Regions from separate parts of the Mus musculus genome. Here region 2 is linked to region 1. The links are chromatin contacts, called in public promoter capture Hi-C maps. All regions are on one chromosome and are shown on one strand. The core of a region is the stretch at or near the end of the contact, and the rest is flanking DNA. Distances in the headings are between cores, read along the strand shown.

The links. Promoter capture Hi-C pulls out the DNA fragments that hold promoters and counts their contacts.
Region 2: a promoter capture Hi-C map of liver shows a contact between it and region 1. The contact joins the promoter of Ctrb1 here to the enhancer-like site in region 1. A contact is called at or near these places in 11 of 39 promoter capture datasets (the 3T3-L1 cell line, the C10 cell line, the HPC-7 cell line and 7 more), 5 of 484 Hi-C or Micro-C datasets (bone marrow-derived macrophages, cortical neurons, embryonic fibroblasts and 1 more), 5 of 115 datasets of contacts at active chromatin or transcription factors (embryonic stem cells, epiblast stem cells and trophoblast stem cells) and 5 of 9 other capture datasets (adipose tissue, embryonic stem cells, liver and 2 more).

What each region holds. Positions count from the first base shown.
Region 1 is chr8:111,788,199-111,793,292 of GRCm38.p6, forward strand. The region is part of intron 5 of Cfdp1 (craniofacial development protein 1); the gene reads right to left. Among named protein-coding and RNA genes, the nearest start is that of Gm39252, 36 kb to the left of the region's middle. Within about 2 kb of position 1,628, at least 21 of the 459 cell types and tissues checked have an H3K27ac peak or open chromatin away from gene starts, as enhancers often do. A contact at or near this core is called in embryonic stem cells, epiblast stem cells, liver and 1 more, where this site is marked.
Region 2 is chr8:111,689,403-111,694,144 of GRCm38.p6, forward strand. It overlaps Ctrb1 (chymotrypsinogen B1), which reads right to left and starts at 1,608. Exons shown (of 7, transcript NM_025583.2): 1 at 1,539-1,608; 2 at 95-198; 3 at 1-2. The coding sequence starts at 1,590. Mir7076 (microRNA 7076) reads right to left here and starts at 272; the gene lies at 199-272.

The DNA.
Region 1 (5,094 bases), core at 378-2,877:
TAGAATGCAGAAAGCCCTGGGTTTAACTTCCAGTATCAAGTAAGCCAAGCATGCTGGCCGGCTCATGCCTATAATCTTAGCACTCGGGAAGTGGATGCAGAAAGACCAGAAGTTCAAGGTTATCTTCAGCTACAGAGTCTGAGCTCAGCATGGGATACATGAGACCTGTCTCAAAGCAAACAGAACACTGAACAACCAACCCCTGGCCAATATTTTAAAAGAGAGGCTTAGTGGTGTGCGCCCACAGTTCAGGGCTTAGGATGCTGAGGTGAGCGAGGAGCAGCTTTACCCATCTATAAAGGCAGCCAGCTTGAGGCAGCCTAAACTGTAGTATCCTCAGAAAAAAACATGAAAAACCTAGATGTCAACATAAGATAAATTTAAAATTCATAGGCATCTCTAAGGCTGAGGTCATGTTTAAATGTCAGGACACGAGGTGGTCTCCCTCAGTGCGGAAACAATCCCTTCAGTTCCATACCACAGACACCTCATTTAAAACAGGCCAGCCTGCCCCTTATTAGGAACAGGAGGCACACTAACCGCATGGCACTGCATGAAACACATATGACCTAACTCAAATACACTTTGCAGACATTTCCCCAAATCTTTGCTAGACTCCCCCAACCCCCCCTTACCCTCCCCCTCTCTCTTTTTTTCTTCCTTCCTTCCTTCCTTCCTTCCTTCCTTCCTTCCTTTCTTTTTCTTCCTTCCTTCCTTTTCTTTTCTTTCTTTCTTTTTTTTTTGGAGACAGGGCTTCTCTGTGTAGCCTTGACTGTCCTGGAACTTGCTCTGTAGGCCAGGTTGCTCTTGAGCTCACAGAAATCACCCGGTTCTGCATCCAGAGGGCTTGGATTTAAGGTGTGAACTACTACCACACAGTCCTTTTATTAGACGAGGAAGTGCCTGGCCCTCCTCCTATGGGGGCCCAACTCTGAAATCCCTTTTGCCAGCACCTACAACATGCCTTGCTTACTCATTGCTACTAGAGTAGTGAATATATTTGAGAAGCCACAATCCTGCTAAAACCTAGTTGAAAACTGTAATGTAGTTCACCTCAACCTATCCTTCTACCTCCCAGGGCAGCTCCCAGGTCTCCTCAGAAAGCCAAAAGTTCCATCAACAGCTTTTGCTTTGTCATGCCATCCCTGCTAATCCTGAATTTAAGGGATCCCCGAGAAGCAAAGATCTATTATGCAAGTGACTCCAGGAAGGTAGTTGGGATTCCAAGGCACTCAGCTAAGGAAATGCAAAGGATTTGAAACAAAGAAATAATCTCATGGAATTTGGTTCTGGCGGAGAAAACTCTTCCTCTCCCTCACTGCCCTTTTTCTCTCCCTTCCCCTTTGTCGGATGCAGGAACGGTTTTCATAGATGATAGCTACAGTCAGGCCATCTGTAAACCACAACATTGCTTCTTTAATGAATGGAAGATAGTTTACTCATTGCATCAGTGACCCCCTCCCCCAAATTCCCATCTTTAAAGCAAGAGAAAATGATTAAACACAGCCTCTGACCAATCATTAGATGTTAAAGCAGCTTTCTCTTATACAAATTAGATGGTTCTCTGAGGCTCTGTTACAAATCCTATGCCCTGAATGATGGTTCCATTTGCATCTAGACACCTCAGGGCATCTGCTTTAGTATTCATGGTCATCTCCAAAGGTGTTGACAATCACAGGCTGTCACTGGCTGGCAGGTCTTGAAACAAAGCTAGCAGACCCACCAGACAACTAAGTCAACTAAGAGGCTGCTATAAAAATTCAAGTGTGATTAGCCCTGCAGTGGCAGCACATGCCTTGTGGATCTCTGAGTTCAAGGCCAGTCTGGTCTACAGAGCAAGCTCCAGGACAGCCAGGGCTACACAGAGAAACCCTGTCTTGCAAACAAACAAAAAAGCAAAAAGGAGAACAGAGCATTCAGTTTTCCAGTTGTCCCCATGAACCTGTCACCTGCTCTGGGAACGTGGCATCATACCCCCTTAGTGAGTGGGGCTCTCATGGCTTCTCACTACAAAGCTTCAGTGCACCTAGAAGGTGACTATGGCTGCTTCCCTTTCCTGGGGGCCAGTGGTTCTGTGCTACCTGCTTTCCCTGGCACCATGAGGCTGGGTAGTAACTCCGCGAGGATCACCTGGGCGAGCGCCATCGATGGATGTTCTCACAGTCCAGACAGGAAAAAGCCTGAGCATGGCCACTGACACAGTGATCTGAATGACACAGCTAAACATGGGCACTCATGAAAACCAGAACCCAACCCAAACGTAGCTTCGATAACTCTGAACAAAGTTCTCCCGGGAATAAAAATGATGGCAAGCATCCAAATATAAACTACTATCCTTATGCTATGAAGCCATGGCAGGAAATCTGATGACCAGCCAATTCCTTTTGTTTTGTTTTTTTTAAGATGTATTTATTTTATATATGTGAGTACACTGTTGCAGAGTTCAGATGCATCAGATCCCACTACAGGTGGTTGTGAGCCACCATGTGGTTGCTGGGATTTGAACGCAGGACCTCTGGAAGAACAGTCAGTGCTCTTAACCACTGAGCCATCTCCCCAGCCTCCAGCCATTCTTATTCTCAGAGAATACTTTAGAGTCCACCCACTTAGGGCATACAATTCAATGTGATTTTTTTGGGAGAGTAGATGGGAGAGAGGTTCAAGATGTGGTGTACCTACGTAGCCCCAGTTGTCCTCGAACTCAGAGATCTGTCTGCCTTCCAAGTACTGGGATTAAAGGAGTGCACCACCGTGGTCAGTACAATGCTTTTTTTGGGTGGGGTGGAGTGGGAGTGGGGAGGGGTCTGAGACAGTGCTGCCTTTAATCCCAGCTCTTGGGAGGCAGAGGCAGGAGGATTTCTGAGTTGGAGGCCAGCTTGGTCTACAGAGTGAGTTCCAGACAGCTAGGGCTACACAGAGAAACCCTGTTTCAAAAAAAAAAAAAAAAAAAAAAAAAAACAACAGAAAAAGAATCATATCAAAAAAAAAAAAAAAAAAAAGAAGAATCATACCCAGATTAAAGGTGTGCAAGAACGACTCTATCGTCTGAGAGCTCCTGTCCTAAGAGCTGTCACACTTGGGGAGAGCTCTGCTCTCCTGAACCACTGCCACCACACTCCTCACCTGCTAGTTTGCCTCTTGTTGGCCCAGCCCAACCCAACCTGACTCAGTGCAGGGTGGCATGGGGTAACTGGGATGGCATGGCAGTGAAAACGACTTCCTGCTCACACTCGCCCCACTTTGCCGAACTCTCGCACCAGGCCTGGACAGAGATCTCCGTGGAAAGTCTCTGGTACACAGGCCTACACACAATGGTTTTTAATATATTATCATAATCAAATTTTAGAATGCAATGTCATCACCACAAAAGTTCTCATGGTGAGCATGGATAGGATGGCACAATACCTGAGGACTATTTGTGTAGTTCTAGGTGTTATCAGTACTACCTTGGATCTATACTTAAAACACTTGTTACTATGGCTTCGAAGCTAAGGAAGAGAATTGTTTACTCTATCCCGTAATTACTATACATTTATTTGTACTCTGGATAAGTTAACTTTTTTGAATCTCTAGTAACCAAATAGTAAAATGAGAGTAATAATAACTACATTGAAGGATGACAATTAACCCAGAGATACAACACTGATAAACCCTTATCTATGGGATGCCGTAGCTGAGCCAAACCCTGGACAGAGTTCTTCTCCTTTAACTCAGTCATAGAGGCAAATATGCAAACAAGCAGTCGCTTTCTTAAAAAACTGAGCACAGGAAGTGCAGCTGAGCAAGTCAGGGATGGAAGAGACAAGGAAGGCAGGCTGTGGAGAAGCAGCAGCAGTCTCATTAGAAGGGCAAGAAGAAATGTGCTAGAGGCAGCAGAAGGACCAAGGTCAACACATCTGAGGTGGCTGAGAACTGGTTGCATCACAACGCTCAGTACACTACTCCAGGTGTCTCCGTGTGTCCTCAAAAACTGCACTCTAAAATCCACACACACAAATTTGAAACTTTTCAAATATTTATTTTTATGTATATGTTTGTGCATTTGTACACATTTTTTTTTTAAAGATTTATTTATTACATGTAAGTACACTGTAGCTATCCTCAGATACTCCAGAAGAGGGAGTCAGATCTCATTACGGATGGTTGTAAGCCACCATGTGGTTGCTGGGATTTGAACTTCGGACCTTTGGAAGAGCAGTCGGGTGCTCTTACCCACTGAGCCATCTCACCAGCCCCGCATTTGTACACATTTTGTGTAGGTCTTGAGGGGCTCTAAAAGGAGTGTTGGATCCCATGGAACTGGAGTCATAGGCAATTGTGAGCCTGATGTGGATGCTAGGAACCAAACCCTGCTTCCCTGGAAGAGCAGAAAGTATATTTAAGTGATAAAGCGTCTTTCCAGTCCCCAGATTGAAACTGTTACTGCTAGGAACATTAGTGGACTTAATATCTAAGAGTTGCCTGCTCTGCTGTTTGGAGGTAAGTCATCTCTGACAGCAAAGTATATTTAACCTGTGAGAAAATCTTGAATTTTAAACCAAGAAAAGTCCATCTATTGTGTAACAGCCCCCAATCTCCAAGAATGGCTTTCTATGTGGACTTGGTCTGATTGTTAATTTTAGTTTCTTTGAAGATCTTTGGTAGTTTCTGACAGTCAACTTTTGGACATTTTCCCCTAACTCAATGGATGACATCACTTCCAAGGCATAAGTTCTATTATTTGTGTGTCATGAGAGCCTTGGAAGTGGTGTCATTCTGAACTATTCTCCCTAACTTAGTATCACACACCCAACTGCCCACTGCAGTCTCCAAGACAAGCTCTACTAGAAACCTTCCACATCTTAGCTAAAACCCTGTCTTTTGTTTCCTCGACTTCTACTTCAGGTGCCAGCCCACATGGGCCAGGTCTCAAGCCACTCCTTCAACCCAGGCTCCTCTCCTCTTAGGCATCCTTTTGGCTAGCTTCCTAACCTCCACTAAAGTCTTTGTTCAAATCACTTCACGGAGAGAACATTGACCACGCTAGTTAGCGCTTGGCTTTCATCCTCATGCTCCAGGCTCCGGATCCACCATTTCTCATTTTCTAATCTCTCC
Region 2 (4,742 bases), core at 358-2,857, 99 kb before region 1:
TCCTGGGGGGGGGGGGGATGAAAAGTAATGTCAGTGCCTCCCACCTTGGCAGCACCCCAGTACAGGCCCTCGTGTTCCCAGATCCTCCTCTCACCTGCAGGGACACCTGCCAGGGCCAGGAGCCAGGGATAGCATCCTCTCCGTTGACGATCCTGGACAGACCGGTCAGCACGGGTTGGATGGCAGGGACCCCACAGCCTGGGGAGACAGTGGTAGTCATGTTGTCACAGCCAACCCGGACCCCGCTGAGACCATACCACCTCCCCTGGAAACATTGGGTCCCCCCACACACAGACCCTCCTGACCCCAGTTATTCCCCGAGGGATGAAGAGAGGCACAGCTACCCCCAGCCAGGCATGTCACAGGAGAAGGAACAGAAAACAAGTTGGACCACTGAGTCCAACCATGAGAAACAAGAGTGATGCATTCTCATAGCGGAGTGTATTTAAGTGAGCGAGCTGGCTCTCCATGGCGATGTGGCTGGATCTACCACACTCTGAGTGGGAAAAGAGCACCTTGGAAAAATGACAGAGTCAACCACTATTTGTGTCATTTTGAGGCTCTCTGCTGATGGATTTATAAATATGGGGCGCATTTGTGTAAGCCTGAAATGACTCAGAACGGGCCCAGGGAGGGAGCAGACAGAAGTTCGGCTGAATCTGGGTTATCATTCTTAACAAAGTTTCCGAGGCTGGGTTAGCGGCAAATGCCTGTAGTCCCAGCTGTTCTGAAAGCTGAAGTTGGAGAACTGCTCGAGCCCAGGAGTTGCCAGGCTGAGCAACAGGGTAAGATGGCAACAGCAATAAAAAATAAATGGTGGTGGTGGTGGTGGTGGTGGTGGTGGTGGTGGTGGTGGTGGTGTGTGTGTGTGTGTGTGTGTGTATGTGCCTCTGAAATTGACTGTGGGGAAGACATGCCTGGCATCCTAGCATATGGGAGATGGAGGCAAGGAGGATCAGGGTGGACTAAAAGAGACCCTGTTTCTGTAAGGGACATCTGTCTTCCAAGTGCTAGGACTATAGGTTAGCTCTGTAGCCTAGCTAATCTCCCCCCTTTTGCTTTTCATCTTTTTATAAATGAAAAGCAAAATAGTGAGCTGGATGTGGTGGCATAAGTCTTTAACCCATGCACTTAGGAGACCTTAGGAACGGAAGTCTGAACCTGCCTGGGCTACATAGTAAACTCTGGGCTAACCTGGGCTACAGAGTGAGATCCTGTCTCAAACAATAAAACACAAAAACATCAAAAATAAAACAAAACTCTTAGCATCTGCCAGCCGGCTCCTGCTGGGCCACCAGAACGCCCCTACCTTAGCCACATCTGGATCTACACACCACAGCTGGACCAGGCAGGTCTTTTTGCCCCTGAAGTAGGGCATAAACCCAGAAAGTCCTAGTCCTTCCTGGGGCTCCAGGGTACTGGTCCTCAGATAAGGTTCAAACAGGAAGGGTGGGGGATCAGCTATTTCAGGATAAACCCTCTCTGCCCTCTTCCCCTCTGATGATGCCTGGCTAGGCCAGGTGAGTCCCAGCACTTACCAAAGGTGGCGCCCACAAGGGCAAAGCAGGACACAAGCCAAAGGAATGCCATGGTGCTGGTGAAGGGAATGAAGCTTGCCTACTCTGAGGCTCTTTTATGTCCCCTAGGGTCCTCAAGCCCCGCCTAACCCCCATGACCCCATCCAACCAGAAAGGTCCAAGAGCCCCCCTCCCTGTTATCCAGAGACCTTGGGTGGAAGTGGGGACCAAGTTCCTTATCACTGTCTTGTTGGCTCTTAGCCTGCATTGCCCAACCCATGGGAAAAGGACAGCTGCTCTGATTAACAGTGCCCATGAACATTGGTAGTGGCCAGCATCCCCAGGGCTCTGTGGGCAAGAGCCCTTCTGGCACAGGAGCACACGGGCTGCCAAGCCCTGCTCATGCAGACTTTCTGGGAGGTGGGCTAGGAGACTCAGTGGCCATCCTGATGACACAGAAAGGCTTCCCAGCTCTTAACAGAAGGCAGTCCCAGGATAGATTCAAAGAAGATGGTAGCTGGAGGCCCAAGTGAGTTGATGGTCTATGACCACAAATGCTTTAATGTTTTAAATGTTTCACTCATTTAAAACAAAGGGTTACATGGCCAGTCAGAACTATCCAAGGCTCACACACCCTGTCTCCAGTCCCAACCAAACAGTCTAAGTATGGAGAGGAGAAGCAAGAATGTTGCCTATAGCAATAGGACAGTAACCCCTGTGAGGCTGCTGTGGTCATTGGAGTGCCTGCCTAACTCATATGAAGCCTTGGGTCCAGCTCCCACCACCTCACACACCAAATATACTAGTATACACTATAATCTAAGCATTCCAGAGGTGGAAGCAGGAGAATCAGAAGTTCAAGGCTACTCTTAGCTACATAGTGAGTTCTAGGCTAGCTTAGGCTACATGAGAGCCTGTCTCAAAAGAAGAGGAGGAGGAAGAGGAGAAATGGGAAGAGGAGGAGGAGAAATGGGAGGAGGAAGAAGAAGAGGAGGAAAAAGAGGAGAAAGTTTTTGTCTTTGTATAAAGCTTTAGTTTATTTACTGCACTCAAGTAATGAATCAGAGACTAAGAGCACTGGTTGCTCTTCCAGAGGACCCAGGTTTAAGTCTAAGCACCCACATGGCCACTCACAACAGTTTGGAACCCCAGTTCAAGGGGATCTGACTCCCTCTTTCTGTCTCTTCGGGCACTGCATGCACGGGAGGCATAGACAGACCTGCAGGTAAAATGCCAACACGCATTTTTTAAAAATTGCATTTACTTATGGGGGTTGGCACACATGCATGGCATGGTGCACCTGTGGCTGGTGTGAGGAACACACGAGCAGGAAATACAGCTGAACACATTCTCAACAGAATGCACACAAGTCCCTTCTGTCCTGTGGACAGGCACCGTTCCAGGCTGAGGCTCCAGAGCAGCAAATGGTGCCTCTGCCTGTGTGGGCAGAGAAGCCCAAGACAAGAGGGCACACTAACTCAATGAGACTGTGAGGCAGAGACAAGAGGGACAAGCTAAGGATCTTGGTGGCGGGACTGTTGGAGAGGGTGTTACACAGGCCTTCCAGTCCAGGTAGCTATAGTGACACATGCCTATGATATCCCAGCACTATATAGAAACCTGCAGATTGAGGGTAGCCTACGGACTATCCCCAGTCTCAGCTATGGCTTTTCAACTACTATACAAGAGACTGGAGAGGTGGCTCAGTAGTTAGGGAGCACTTGCTCTTCTCCCAGAGGACCAGAGTTTTGTTGTTGTTGTTTTGTTGTTGTTTGTTTGTTTGTTTGTTTGTTTGTTTTTTCGAGACAGGGTTTCTCTGTATAGCCCTGGCTGTCCTGGAACTCACTTTGTAGACCAGGCTGGCCTCGAACTCAGAAATCTGCCTGCCTCTGCCTCCCAAGTGCTGGGATTAAAGGCATGTGCCACCATGTCTGGCACCAGAGTTTTATTCCCAGCACTTTTGTCCGGTGGCTTGCAACACCTATAGCTCTAACTCTAGGGGATCTGACACCCTCTCTTCTGCCCTCTGAGTACACATGTAAGTGCACATTCTTGGACACAGCCACACTCAGCCACACAGACACACACACACAAAGAAAAGCAAAAATATTCAGAGGCTAACCTAGACTACATAGCAAGTTTGTAGCTAGCCTGGATTGGAGATCATGTGTAAAAATAAAAAAGCAATGTTGAAAGGAAAGAAAGAAAGCAGGCAGGAACTGTAGAGGAGACTTCATCTAAGGCACTGAGGCCCTCTGGTCATCAAGTCTGCAAGACAGTAGCAGAGTTGAATCTGAGTCATGGGACACGTGTCTCTGGGCCTGCAAAGCTTCATTTGAATTTGTTTTAGTCTTCAACTCACAGGTTCAGTGTGAGCAGATGTTCCTCCGGGACATTCAGATCTCCAGCAGCTAGAGCAACAGTCTAGTCATTCTGGGAGGGTCCTACAGACCCTGAGCCAGCAGCCCAGCTGCTGCTAAGGCCCCACCCCCACCCCCAGCCCCACTGTAGCAGTGTCTGTGCAGCTGCCCAGGGCTGTGACCCTTAGCCACTTTGATGTGAGGAATCCATGCTTCAGTTCCAGGCCAGAGTGACTTAAGGAAACCTAGCAAATGCTATACTTCTCTCGCCAGCCTTTCCAAGCAGGTGGCCCCATTTGGACTTTGCGTGCCTAGGGGATTTTTCCAGAGCAGAAGAAAAAGGCAGTTCCAAATTATTGGCTTGTCTGGCTTCTGTGAGAGCCACTCACGCCAGACTCGAGGACAAGGGTCGTCTGGCTCTAGACAGGAAAAGAGGCTCTAGGCTACATCCCAAAGGGCTGCTGTGGAGTCTCTCTTTAATCTCTAGCTTCTCCTTTTTGATAAGTAGTAAGATTATAGGGTACCTTGGACAGGTTGCAATCTGATAAGATAAAGTTGTGGGTCACAAGGGTTACACAAGGGAGCTGGGACATGTCTCATGTCTTGTACTGTAAATGGGATTTTCTTCTCCTTTTTTCCCCCTTTCCTTCTTTCTTTTTGAGACTCCCAGAAACCTGCATGTTTACTACTGGGGAGGGACAAGTCTCATGTATGCATGAGTCTTCATTATGAGTCACTCCTATTTTAACACCCTTCTCTGAAACATCCCATGTAAAGAGAGTATTGTCTCTGCAGGCAACCTCTGCAGAGTCTGTTGTAATGGGATTCTTGACTCTCAGCTGATAAGACTTTAACCAGACTTTGG